4 separate regions of the Mus musculus genome follow, and all the other regions are linked to region 1. The links are chromatin contacts, called in public Micro-C and promoter capture Hi-C maps. All regions are on one chromosome and are shown on one strand. The core of a region is the stretch at or near the end of the contact, and the rest is flanking DNA. Distances in the headings are between cores, read along the strand shown.

Region 1 (2,773 bases), core at 79-2,578:
CCCTTAACTTCTGAGGAATCTGACTCACGCTGGCTTTTAGACAAGCTCCGTTGAATGCCTCATGGCTGGTATTTTTCTTGGAAACCCCAGCAATCTCCGTACCTTCGCCAAAAGAGGCATTTTATATTTGTTTCTGTAAGATACCTGAGCCCGCAGCCACGCCCTGCCTTCCTCTCTGGCGCTGTATTCCACAGTCTCTGCCCCGGTTTAATCTGCCCCCTCCCCCACCTCACCCCCAAGCACAGAGCAGGGTCTGGTAAAAAGTTTCCCAGAAAGCACTGCAGCACAGGACTTTTCTCAGACTTCATGTTTGTGGAATGCATACACAACTTCTGCAAACGGTAGGTATAGGGAGACCATCCAGAAAGACCTCAAAACCTGGAAATCTCAGGAGCATAATGTCATATACAGGTTGCTGGCATGTTTTACAAGGCCCATTCCTACGCATTACACCTGTATTTAAAATGATATATAAGAGATTGGACAATGTGCACGCAGAGAAATGCAGCTTGGGTGGGGACCCACTGTTTAAACTTCACCAGGATGTGTGCTCGTAGTAGGAAGCACTGCGACAGGGAAGGAGAGATAACATTATTAACATTATCTCTTCCAGGGAGGAGTTCAAAGTCCCAAACAAACCATTTCAGGACTCTGGGGACGTAAGGTGGAGCCAGCTCTGCCACCTGCTCCGGCCTTATTTACTCCTCCTGCCCGTGCATCTCAAAATAGAGCCCAACGCCGCTCTTCTGCAGCCGGCCGCAGGTGAGGCTCCCGGCGGTTGGGGGTAAAGGGGGTAGACAGGGCCGGAACACCGAGAGCAGGCGTGGGCCCGCTCGTGCATCGCTCCTGGCTCAGGTTCCCCGGCCCGCGCGACTACAGCTTGCACTTTTGCGTCAAGTCCGTCCCTCGGGCTTCGCCAGGCCGTGGTGACTCTCAAGGGTCCGGACATGGTGCGAGCATGTACGAATGAGAGTCCACACCCGGAGAGCACCGGTCGTTCCGAGGGCACCCGGGCTCGCGAGCACTCCGAAGCCGGCCGCCTGTCCCCGTAAGCCGAGGCCTCGCGCTCGCCGCGACCTGGAGAATCGCTCTCCGAGGACGCTCGCGCTCGCGCGCGCCCGACCGCGAGGGGCGAGTCTGGCCAGGAGGCGCGCCAATGGGCGTGGGCGGAGCGCTCGGGGCGGGGCCTGTCCGGTTGGCCAATGGGCGTGGGCGGAGCTTTAGGGGCGGGGACCGTCCGGCCACCGGCCAATGAGAGGGGGCGGCGCGCTCGGGGTGGGGTCTTTCGGGGCACCGGCCAATAGGCGGGGGCGGAGCGCGTGGGGGCGGTGCCGGGGCGGGCGGCGGCGGCGGGAGCCGGCTGCAGACGGAGCCGGGCGGCCGAGGACGCAGCGCGGCGCCTGGCGACAGCTCGAGCCGCGGGCGCAACGGCCGCGCGGGGAGCGCGCCCATGGGTAGCGCGGGACGGCGGCGGGCGGCGAGGCCCTGGCTTCTGCGCGCCGGCCCTGGCGGGGTCCAGAGGACCGCGGCTCCGAGGTGCGTGCCGGGGGGTGCGGGGTGCAGGGCGCAGGGACCGGACCTGCCCGGCTGCGCGCAACTTGCGGGCCGCTCCCCCGGGACTCCCGCTCCTTTGTACGCGCGGGCTCGCGTCTCCGCGGGTGAGGACCGCGGTCGGGAAGCGACCGGCAGCGCCGGCACATTCATTTGAGCCTGGTCGCAGAATCCCGAGAATCAATTTCGGCTCGTCTCCCGGAGAGCGAAAGCCGAGGACAACTTGGCGTCACCCCTTGGGGAGACGTTTGTCGTCATTAACCATCTTCGGCTACATTAATTCAGTCCGGGCCAACGTCAGCACGGGCGAACGGACAGCAAGTGCGTCCTCACGAATTGGGGCTGGGCGATACCTGATTTTGGTCAAAACAGGTCTTAGGCGCTTCGGGTTCTGCTTGGAGTTGCCTCGGTCTGCGCAAGGATGGCTTTGAGAAAGAAGGCCAAACAGCGAGGGGGAAAGGCAGAATGCAGAACACCCCAAAACCCAAGTCATCCGCAGAAAACGGGGCGTCTTGGTTATTCTCATTGGTTTTCCCCAGTAACTTCAAAATAGTCCCAGAAATGTTCCTTTTGTCTGCGGTTTCACTTCTAAACTTTAACACTAGATGGCTTTCTTATGACAGGCATTTTAGTCCGCTGCCCGCTTGAGTTTCCTGCGTCTGCAGTCTAGGCTGGGATTTATTTATTTATTTAACGTCTTACAAATTGGAATGAAAGGAAGAAACTATCCCAAACTGCTGCTTTATTTGAAACATAGTACTCCCCTGTAAGGCTTAAACTGGTTATTATATTTCTTTTTTCAAATATGGAAAGTGGGCTTTGATCTCTAGCGACCAGAGGTGACTACGAATGAGCGAGCTGCTTGTTACTGGGCTCTGCATCGCGGAGGTCTTGATGTCTTTGGAGAATGTGGAGTTCTTGGGTGGGTTTGGTGATAAGAGCTGCATAGATTTCGACATGCTGTTTATGGCTAGCTGGAGCGGTTTCCGGAACAGGCAGCAATGGGATCTATTGCAGGGGGTGGAGGGTGGTTGGGAGGGGGGAAGAATAGTCTATCTTCAGTTTTGGGCGCGTGTGAGGCTGTTCATGCCTAAGGGTTGACCGGCAGCATTTGAGGAAGATCTGTAGCTGAGTGCGTCTGCCTGAGTCATACTGAGGGTTGTGTCACGGACCTCTGCGTTTCCTTCTCCCCTGGTGAGATCTGGCTTGTCTCTTCCCAGCA
Region 2 (2,773 bases), core at 198-2,697, 850 kb after region 1:
CCCTTTTTCTGCACAGATGTGGAGGTTATATCTCTTCCCCCAAGCCCAGAGATGCACCATTAGTGCCAAGAGAAACTGTTAAAATGGCAAGTCCCTCTCTGTCTTTTAAAAGCTAGCTAAATCCCACTTCTGGACAGTATCCCAAATGTCAGGACAAGGAGGCAGACAAATTTGGAAGCAGGAGGGGAAAGACCAGCATCAGGAAACACAAAACTCCTCCTATTCCTTCGGTATCACTTATCAGCCAGATGTTCGTGCTGTAGATGCGACAGGACAAGAGCTCTCCTTCCCCAGAACTTCATGGGCTCCAAGAAGCTAATCACCTGGAGCCACTCACAATCCTCTAACCTCAGGGACCTGACAGTTTAGAAGGCTAAGACAGCATGCCATCTTGCCATCTGAAGACTGTTACAATGAGAGGCAGTGACCTCTACCCAAAGAACCTCCTTCTACTACCCTGTGTCCATCCATCCTCACATAGGGAGCACGCTGACTTCCTCCATCAGTGGACCTGATGAATCAGTGAGTCCTTTCCCACCAGAACTCTCTCCACTGCTTCCTCCTGCCTTCACTTAAGAGTATAAAGAGGAAACACACAGAGAGACATTCATTCTCTCCCTCCCTCTCTTTCTGTTCTGGACCTCCTGCCTCCATCTCCCAATTGCAGGGATTACAGGCGTGGTGCTGGAGCCGGAATCTAAGGCTGCCCTACATGGCGAGCAACATCCCCGGCCGTGGTAAATGCTTTCCATTTCGGTTAAATTGTTGTATTATTTACTATTAAATTGACAAGTACCCCGATAAGACACAGTTTTCTTCTAAGAACTCTCTACAGTACCAGACCTCAAATACTGCTTCCATCTCCTCAGGATCAACAAGAGAATGACACGCTTCCTGCTACAATTCCTATTTCCTTAGTGAATCACATCTCTCTCCATCACTCGTTTATTCGCTTGAGACACACACTCTCTCTCTCTCTCTCTCTCTCTCTCTCTCGCGGCAATCGAGGCTGGAGTCCAACTCGTGATTCTCCTCCTGCCTGGCATGCGAGTGGAGTGCTGGAGTCATAGAAATGCGCCACCACTCCTGGGTGCCACAAGTCTTAGAACATCTATGGCCTAGGCAGTCTTCAAGCACATCCTTGCTTTCTCTTTCACACCATCACAAGGACCACTCCTCCCCCACGTGCTCAAGCTCCCAGGCCTCGCCCCGGACCACAGCAAGTTCGGATCCGCCTTCCTAGCCGCGCCCCGCCCCCCGGCGCGCTCACGCAGATGGTTATCTTGAGCACGCCGTGGCTGTAGTCCCGGTACAGCTCCTGAGCCTCTCGGTTGCACTCGATACAACGATACAGGCAAGAGGAAGAAGTCGCCGCTGCGCCTTCCGTGCCTTTCCCGGACCGCGTCCCCCTACGCCCGCCGGTCCCCATGGCCACTCTAGGGCTCCTGCTTCCGGCCGCTGGCGGAAGACGCCTGGACTGGCCTTGGGAGGGGCACCCAAGGGCTTACTGGGACTTGTAGTCCAAGCGCTGAATGAGTGCTTGAGGCTAACAGGGCGAGGACTACAACTCCCAGCGGGTACTGCGGCTGCGCGCCGCGCCCACCTGCCCGCGGCGGGCAGAGCAGGGCCGCGCCTGCGCCGTGCGGGAAGATGGCACCTGCCGGCTGCGGCTGCGGCTGCTCGGGCAGCTTGGGTGCTGCGGTGGTGCGGCCGCTGCTCCTGCTGCTGGGGGCGCTGGCCTGCGCGCGGGCCACCGAGCACTACTCTCCGCTGTCCTTGCTGAAGCAGGAGCTTCAGCACCGGCAGCAGCAGGAGGCCCCGGCGGGCGGCGGCTGTCCGCAGTCGGGGGACTGGGCGGACCAGTACCCGGAGTGCGGTGAGTGGGCCGAGCCGCCCTCTCCCTGGGCCGCCCCTGCCCAGCGTGGAAGCATCTGGGAAGTGGGGGCACCGGGGATGGGCTCAGGTGGGCGGCGGGGATAAGGACCTGCCTGGAGGGTGCCTGCTGGCGTGCACGGGCCAGGAAGTCAGACTTCTTTCTGCTTGCTCCGGTAGGTGATTTGCCCGATCCCCACCTCAGGAATCCAATCTTGAGAGGTGCAAGCAGGTTGGATTTGCGGGGTGACATGAGCACTGACCCGTGCTCCTCAGATGTACCCCCAACGGTAGAGAGAGAGCTTCAGGCCTGATTCCTGCGTGCATTCCAGCTGCTCAGGCTCATTCATTGGTCAGGCTCTGGGCAAAATGCACATGCTCTTTCTGTTTTGAGTTGTACAGTGGGCGTTTTTACCCATCAGTACCCTCTCCACTCTCCCTTCCCCTCAGTGGGTGTCCCTCCGACTTGCCGTGGGGAAGGTCTGGGTCTTCTATACCTAGTAGCAGCTGGCTGATAATGCCTTTTAAAACATCCCACCAATGTTCAGCACCATATGCCTACCCAAACACTACCTAGTTTCTTAGCTGAGATGCAGTCTCAAGATTAGTGCAATCTGACTTCCTTTGAGCACCATCTGACTTCTTGGAATGGCTTTTGGACTTATTTTGTGTCTTGGCTTTGCCTCCCAACACTGTTGCAGCTGATGTGGCCAGCATTCCTTAGTGAATCGAATGACCATTGTTAATGTCACCTCCTGATTCAGGGCAGGGGGTTACCTGTCTGTGAACTTGTCTGTAAATAGGAGACTCCGTTTACTTGACTATGAGGTTTTGTTTTTGAGAAAGGGTCTCTCTGAGCCCAGGCTGGCCTTGAACTTGCATTTACCACGATCCTTCTCTA
Region 3 (2,773 bases), core at 118-2,617, 710 kb after region 1:
TAACTACTGGCATAGCATGGAAATACCCTTTGAAAGGCACTTTTGTCAAGAGTGGTGGTGTAGACTATAATCCTAGCTCTCTGGAGGTGAGGGCATGAGGAATGCAAGATCCAGAAAGCCTGGGGCTTCACAGCTAGTGCCAAAGCCAGAGAACAAACCAAGAAAATCTTGTTTCAAAAATAATTAATTAAGATTTTTTTTAACTCTCCCCCGAGGATGGAGAGATGGCACAAGGGTTAAGGGTCATTCCTTCAGCAACCACATTGGGGCAGCTCACAATCTGTAACTCAATTCCCAGAGCTGGCCTCTGATGCACCAGACACCTCGTGGTGCACATACACACATGCAGGTACACTCATACACATAAAAATAAGCAAATTCTCACCCCACCCCACCCGTAATTGTGCAAACCCACGGAGTGAAAGCACACGAAGTCTCCACCTTGATAATTGCTCGTGAATATTGTAAGTGACCAACACTCTGTTGGAAACCAAACGGGGCAAACCACCAGTTAAAACTAGAAGAGGAAGGAAGTGGGGGGCGGAAGGGGGTAGTGTAGAAGGTAAGTTGGACAGAAAACAGTGGCAATGGGTATCCTACTCAGAAACTTGTGCAAACATAACGAATAGAAGACAGTAATTTCCTGAGGTTCCAAGTAAGAGTTAAAAAAAAAAACTCTACGCGCATATTGTAGCCGAATATTTTTCTCTCTCAGGAATACTTAAGGTAGAGGGCTGGGGAGAAGGCGGGAGGTGGAGACCCAAAAGTCTTCTCGGGCTAGGTCAGGACTAAGATTACTACTCAACAGGCAGAACTCTAATGCTCCCCTCATGTTGTGTGCGGGGGCTCCCGGCCTGACGGGGAGAAGGGACAGAGGGACCGCCATCGATACAAACTTGTAAAAGCAGACGCGTTAACCGAGGCGCAGACACATGGTTGCCGTGGATACCAAGCCACGTACCCAACTGGGTTAGGACCCGCTCTTTAAGACAAGCAAGGGTCGTGGGCTGGGGACATAGGGATCGGGGAGGGACTGTCCTTCCCGCGACGTTGCCCTGGGCCTTGGTCCTCCCAGGCGCCTACCGCATAGAGGAGCACACTGCTAGGGCTGGCCGAGCCGACCGAGAATCGGGAGCTGGAGGAGCTAGGAACGTCCATGGCGCGGCTGCCGTCCCTGGCGGGGCCTGGGCTGGTCTGCTACACGGCTGTAGTGCAGCCGCTGGGGGCGGTTCTTTCGCACGGGGCGGCTCCCGTCTGCCCAGGACAGTGGCACTCCGTACGGCCACTGCACGGGACCCCGGGCACCGCCATCTTAACCAGGCCCGAGGCCGCGCAGGGACCGTGACGCACGCGCAGAAGCCGCGCCGGAAGCGGAAGTGGTGGGCACTGGGCGGGATCTGGGGGGGTCTCCGTGCTGATTCCCATGGCGGCGGAGCACGATTCGGACTCCGTTGAGCCTCCTGGTTCGGAGGCACTCCTGGACGCCGTTCTGCGGACCCTCTACGACCTGGGTGAGCGTAGCTCCTGGGAGGAGGCGGCCAAAGACAGTGAAACGCATCCCGAGGCGGCGGGACCACGGCCCACGTGGTCTCCTGGAGCCATGTCCGCAAGCGCTACCCTCTCCGGGACCTTCTCCCCCACTTGTTGGCCGACCTTTTGCTCTCCTTCTCACTGTGCAGGAAAATAAAATCAGAGATGGTTACTAAAGGCAGGCCACTCGCAGAAGGACAGGCACTGGCAGGCAGAAGAGCTCACGTTGATTGCCTGACTTTTAGAACCAGACACGTAACAAACGCTGTATTGTTTTTATTTTGGAGCGGTTGCTCAAAATTCCAAGCTCACTTACACGATTAAAAAGCAAAAGCAAGCTGAGAACTTGGAAGAACGTACCAGGTGTACATGTACATGCATTTTTGTGTGTTTCCCTCATTAACTGTCAGAGCAACCCATATATGTACACACATCTTCATAAAGGTCCTCCTTAAGAGCTCGAGTCTCAAGGTCTAGGGCCTGATGTCACATTCTGCGCTGTGTTAGGTTCTTTGTGTCCACCGACAACACTTGGCCTCCGACTTTCACAAGTTTGTTTGTTTGGGTTTTTTTTTTTTTTTTCTTTTTGGTTTTTCAAGACAGGGTTTCTCTGTGTAGCCCTGGCTGTCCTGGAACTCACTCTGTAGACCAGGCTGGCCTCGAACTCAGAAATCCGCCTGCCTCTGTCTCCCAAGTGCTGGGATTAAAGTCGTGCGCCGCCGCCACCACCACCACCTGGCTGACTTTCACAAGTTTTAAGACTAATTTTTAAAATCCTAGATACAGTTGATATTCACACATGCAGGAATTCATTACGGTAGTTACTTCCCAGCTACCTGGACTTTACCTATTCATTTTTATATCTATACTGGCAGAGTTACATTGGCCACAAGTACACAGCTAGTATTCAGAAAGCTCCTGGGCCCATACTGTAGGTCAGTACTGAGGCTTAGACGCCTGATTGAAATTTCAGATCACTGTTGAGAGTCTGAGCAGAAGAAACAAACTGAAGATGAGAAATAGAGTAGAAAGTAAAGGTATTCAAATTAAAGCAATTAAAGTTTAGCTGGATTCCCTTTAAATCCAAAACCGAAGGAAAACAAGAAGAACCCGGACATGTACCTGTAACCCTGCAGTGTGGTAAAAAGACATGCTAGTATAGAGGCAAATGCTTTTAACATGGTCCTGGGAACTATGACGTTGATGGCACCGGGTGTGAGGACTAGCGTAATTGTATTACTAA
Region 4 (2,773 bases), core at 92-2,591, 560 kb after region 1:
GGGAGGCAGAGGCAGGTGGATTTCTGAGTTCGAGGTCAGCCTGGTCTACAGAGTGAGTTCTAGGACAGCCAGGGCTACACAGAGAAACCTTGTCTCGAAAAAAAAAACAAAAACAAAAAAGAAAAAAACACAAAAACAAAAACAAAACTGTCCACACATTAGCTGGGACCCTTCTCTTTACAAGGTGCAACCTAATTCTTTCTTCCTAAATATGAAGCAGTTTTTACTTTGCGTTACTTTTAGCAAATGCAAAGTGGCAAACATCTATATCCCAAAGCCCTTGACTATGGTGGCCTATATTAACATTAGTAAACAGTAAAAAGTCCCACATAAAAAGCATTAAATGTTAAATAATATGGAAATATCTGCCACATTCTTACCAACTGTTCTGTATGTAACATCATCTTCACACTTACCATTTACTAGCACATATATTTATATTTAGAGTGTGTTAGATTGGTTACTAGACTGGCAAGACTTATTTTGAGGTAGCACTCTGCATAGAACAGGAACTATTAGTGAATCTCGTACATACATGTACACTGGTATTCTTGTTCTATTAACTTGGTCAAGTTATCCTGATATCGGAATGTTTAGAATACAGATTTTTTTTTTTTCTGGGCAGACCTAGCACCAACACGAAACATTCAGGAAAACTAAGCCTTACATCGGCATGGACTAAAGGCTCCCTAACCGACCCCACACCCGAACACTACGGCGACACGATTGTTACGGTTATGGTTCTAATTCTCCTAATGGAAACTTACATTTGAAGGCCAGCATCACCGGCGAAGACAAACTGGCATCCTTCCCCTCTCTCCTTTGGTTATGTGGGAAGGTGTCATGCTTCCTCTTCCTGAACCCTCCTGGTCCTTAGGCAGAAAAGAAGAGATGGATGGAGCCCTTGCGATGCCGCGCTAGCACAGCCCAGGCTATCCCCTTCGTCCCCCGGTACCCACAGGGCTCGACCTCTCCAGCCACACACAGGTCCCCAAACTCGTGCACTGGTGCAGGGGTCGCACAAAACGCGGCTTGAGACCCCAGGCACCCGGCTGCGCTCTGGGTCGGTCCGCAGGGTCCCCTGGGGGCGTGCGATGGATGGCACGGTGACAGCCGAGCACAGGGGCCAGGCCCTGCCAGCCCCTCCCCTCCACGCGCCGGCCCCGCACCTTCTTTGCCGTTCATGGCCGCGGGGCCTCGGCTTGCACGCGCAGGGATCGCAGCCGCCGGGCCAGCTCAGCGAAAGGCCGTCGCGGGACGCCGCGCTGAGCCCGTGGGTGACAGCGCACACCACCCTGGTCGCAGTAGGCGGCCGCCGGAAGCGGATCCTTCACGCAGCCTCAGCCGGGAGCTGCGTCCGCCGCGGAGTCCCCTCGGCCGCACACACTTCCGGCCCGTGTCCCACACCGCCTGGGCGGGCATGCGGGCGGGCGCGCTCCTGCAGCAGCGCACGTTTCCGGCCGGGCTCCCGGCGCGCTCCCTGTGCTGCACATACTTCCGGTCTGTGTCCCGGCTTCTCCCACGTCCAAGTGCCTACCCGGCGCTCTCTCTCAGTCGCGCATGCTTCCGGTGTGCCAGGTTGTGGTGCAAGCCGTTGAGTGCCTACCTGAGCTGTGTAGTCCTGTCGCGGGCAGCGGCCTCCTGTCCCCTCGCCTCTCTGAGCAGCCTCCTGCGTCCATGCATGCCCTTGGCATGTGCTGGGTGCGTGGCACCTGGAAGTGTCGCAAGGTCTTCGAAGAGAAGCAGCTTTGGAATAGATGGAAAGTTTGGTCACATTGTCAAGCCCTAAGGCTGTTGTTTGAGCACATGCTACCTCACCTAGCTAGTACCATTCCTTTGAGGCTTCCAGCAGCCCATTAGAGACCATGCTCAATTAAGATTACTTATTGAACAAAGCCCAACATCTTGAGTCAAGTTCAGCCATGTGCATGTTACAGACATTTTAGTCACACAGTCTGTTCTTGTTAACTTAGGAACAGACACACTTATGGAAATGATATACGTAGAATTAGCCAGTGAAGTCAAGGCCACAACAGCATCACAGGAGGGTCTCCCAGCTCAAAAATCAGGCCATAAGCTGTCACCATTGAATCAGCAAAAAGCTAGATGGTTTGGGCAGAGTCCTGCATGAAAAGGCTGTGGGGGAACAACAATGGATGAATGTTGGACACATAACCATCTTGAATTTCTGTGACTTCTGAGCCCACATTCACCAGTTGTCTTAGCGTTTGTATTCCTGCACAAAACATGACCAATAAGTTGGGGAGGAAAGGGTTTATTCAGCTTATACTTCCACATCGTTATTCATGCCAAAGGAAATCAGGACAGGGACTCACACAGGAAGGAACTTGGAGGCAGGAGCTGATGTAGAGGCCATGGAGGGGTGTTTCTTACTGGCTTGCTTCCTCTGACTTGCTAAGCCTGCTTTCTTATAGAACCCAGGACCACTAGCCCAGGGATGGCACCACCCACAATGGGCTGGGCCCTCCCCCCTTGATCACTAGTTGAGAAAATGTCTTACAGCTGGATCTCATGGAGGCATTTCCTCAAGGGAGGCTCCTTTCTCTGTGATAACTCCAGCTTGTGTCAAGTTGACACACAAAACCAGTATTCCACTATTTTTGACGATGTGGGGCTACAGGGATTGCTCAGTAGGTGAAGTACTTGCCCTGCAGGCATACAGGACCCAAGTATCACCGAGAACCCATATAGAACATCACTGAGGAGATGGAGAGATACAGATCTTTGGGGCTTGCTGGCTAGCAGGTTAGAG

Evidence for each region. A called contact is a pair of places that touch in the nucleus more often than the background predicts. Capture Hi-C pulls out chosen DNA fragments and counts their contacts.
Region 2: a promoter capture Hi-C map of adipose tissue shows a contact between it and region 1. The contact joins the promoter of Arv1 here to the promoter of Sipa1l2 in region 1. A contact is called at or near these places in 2 of 484 Hi-C or Micro-C datasets (CD4 T cells and embryonic stem cells), 1 of 115 datasets of contacts at active chromatin or transcription factors (pancreatic cancer cells) and 1 of 9 other capture datasets (adipose tissue).
Region 3: a contact with region 1 is called in a Micro-C map of embryonic stem cells, with 5 times the contacts expected there. The contact joins the promoter of 2810004N23Rik here to the promoter of Sipa1l2 in region 1. A contact is called at or near these places in 3 of 484 Hi-C or Micro-C datasets (embryonic stem cells and natural killer cells), 4 of 115 datasets of contacts at active chromatin or transcription factors (embryonic stem cells, large pre-B cells, memory CD8 T cells and 1 more) and 1 of 9 other capture datasets (adipose tissue).
Region 4: a Micro-C map of embryonic stem cells shows a contact between it and region 1, with 5 times the contacts expected there. The contact joins the promoter of Tsnax here to the promoter of Sipa1l2 in region 1. A contact is called at or near these places in 1 of 39 promoter capture datasets (embryonic stem cells), 1 of 484 Hi-C or Micro-C datasets (embryonic stem cells) and 2 of 115 datasets of contacts at active chromatin or transcription factors (astrocytes and pancreatic cancer cells).

What each region holds. Positions count from the first base shown.
Region 1 is chr8:125,568,418-125,571,190 of GRCm38.p6, reverse strand. It overlaps Sipa1l2 (signal-induced proliferation-associated 1 like 2), which reads left to right and starts at 1,328. Exons shown (of 22, transcript NM_001357372.1): 1 at 1,328-1,536.
Region 2 is chr8:124,720,840-124,723,612 of GRCm38.p6, reverse strand. It overlaps Arv1 (ARV1 homolog, fatty acid homeostasis modulator), which reads right to left and starts at 1,447. Exons shown (of 6, transcript NM_001368372.1): 1 at 1,271-1,447. The coding sequence starts at 1,429. Ttc13 (tetratricopeptide repeat domain 13) reads left to right here and starts at 1,641. Exons shown (of 23, transcript NM_001373939.1): 1 at 1,641-1,876. The coding sequence starts at 1,651.
Region 3 is chr8:124,861,623-124,864,395 of GRCm38.p6, reverse strand. 2810004N23Rik (RIKEN cDNA 2810004N23 gene) reads left to right here and starts at 1,367. Exons shown (of 7, transcript NM_025615.2): 1 at 1,367-1,511. The coding sequence starts at 1,424. It overlaps Gnpat (glyceronephosphate O-acyltransferase), which reads right to left and starts at 1,363. Exons shown (of 16, transcript NM_010322.3): 1 at 1,084-1,363. The coding sequence starts at 1,158.
Region 4 is chr8:125,011,609-125,014,381 of GRCm38.p6, reverse strand. It overlaps Tsnax (translin-associated factor X), which reads right to left and starts at 1,341. Exons shown (of 6, transcript NM_016909.3): 1 at 1,170-1,341; 2 at 768-872. The coding sequence starts at 1,185.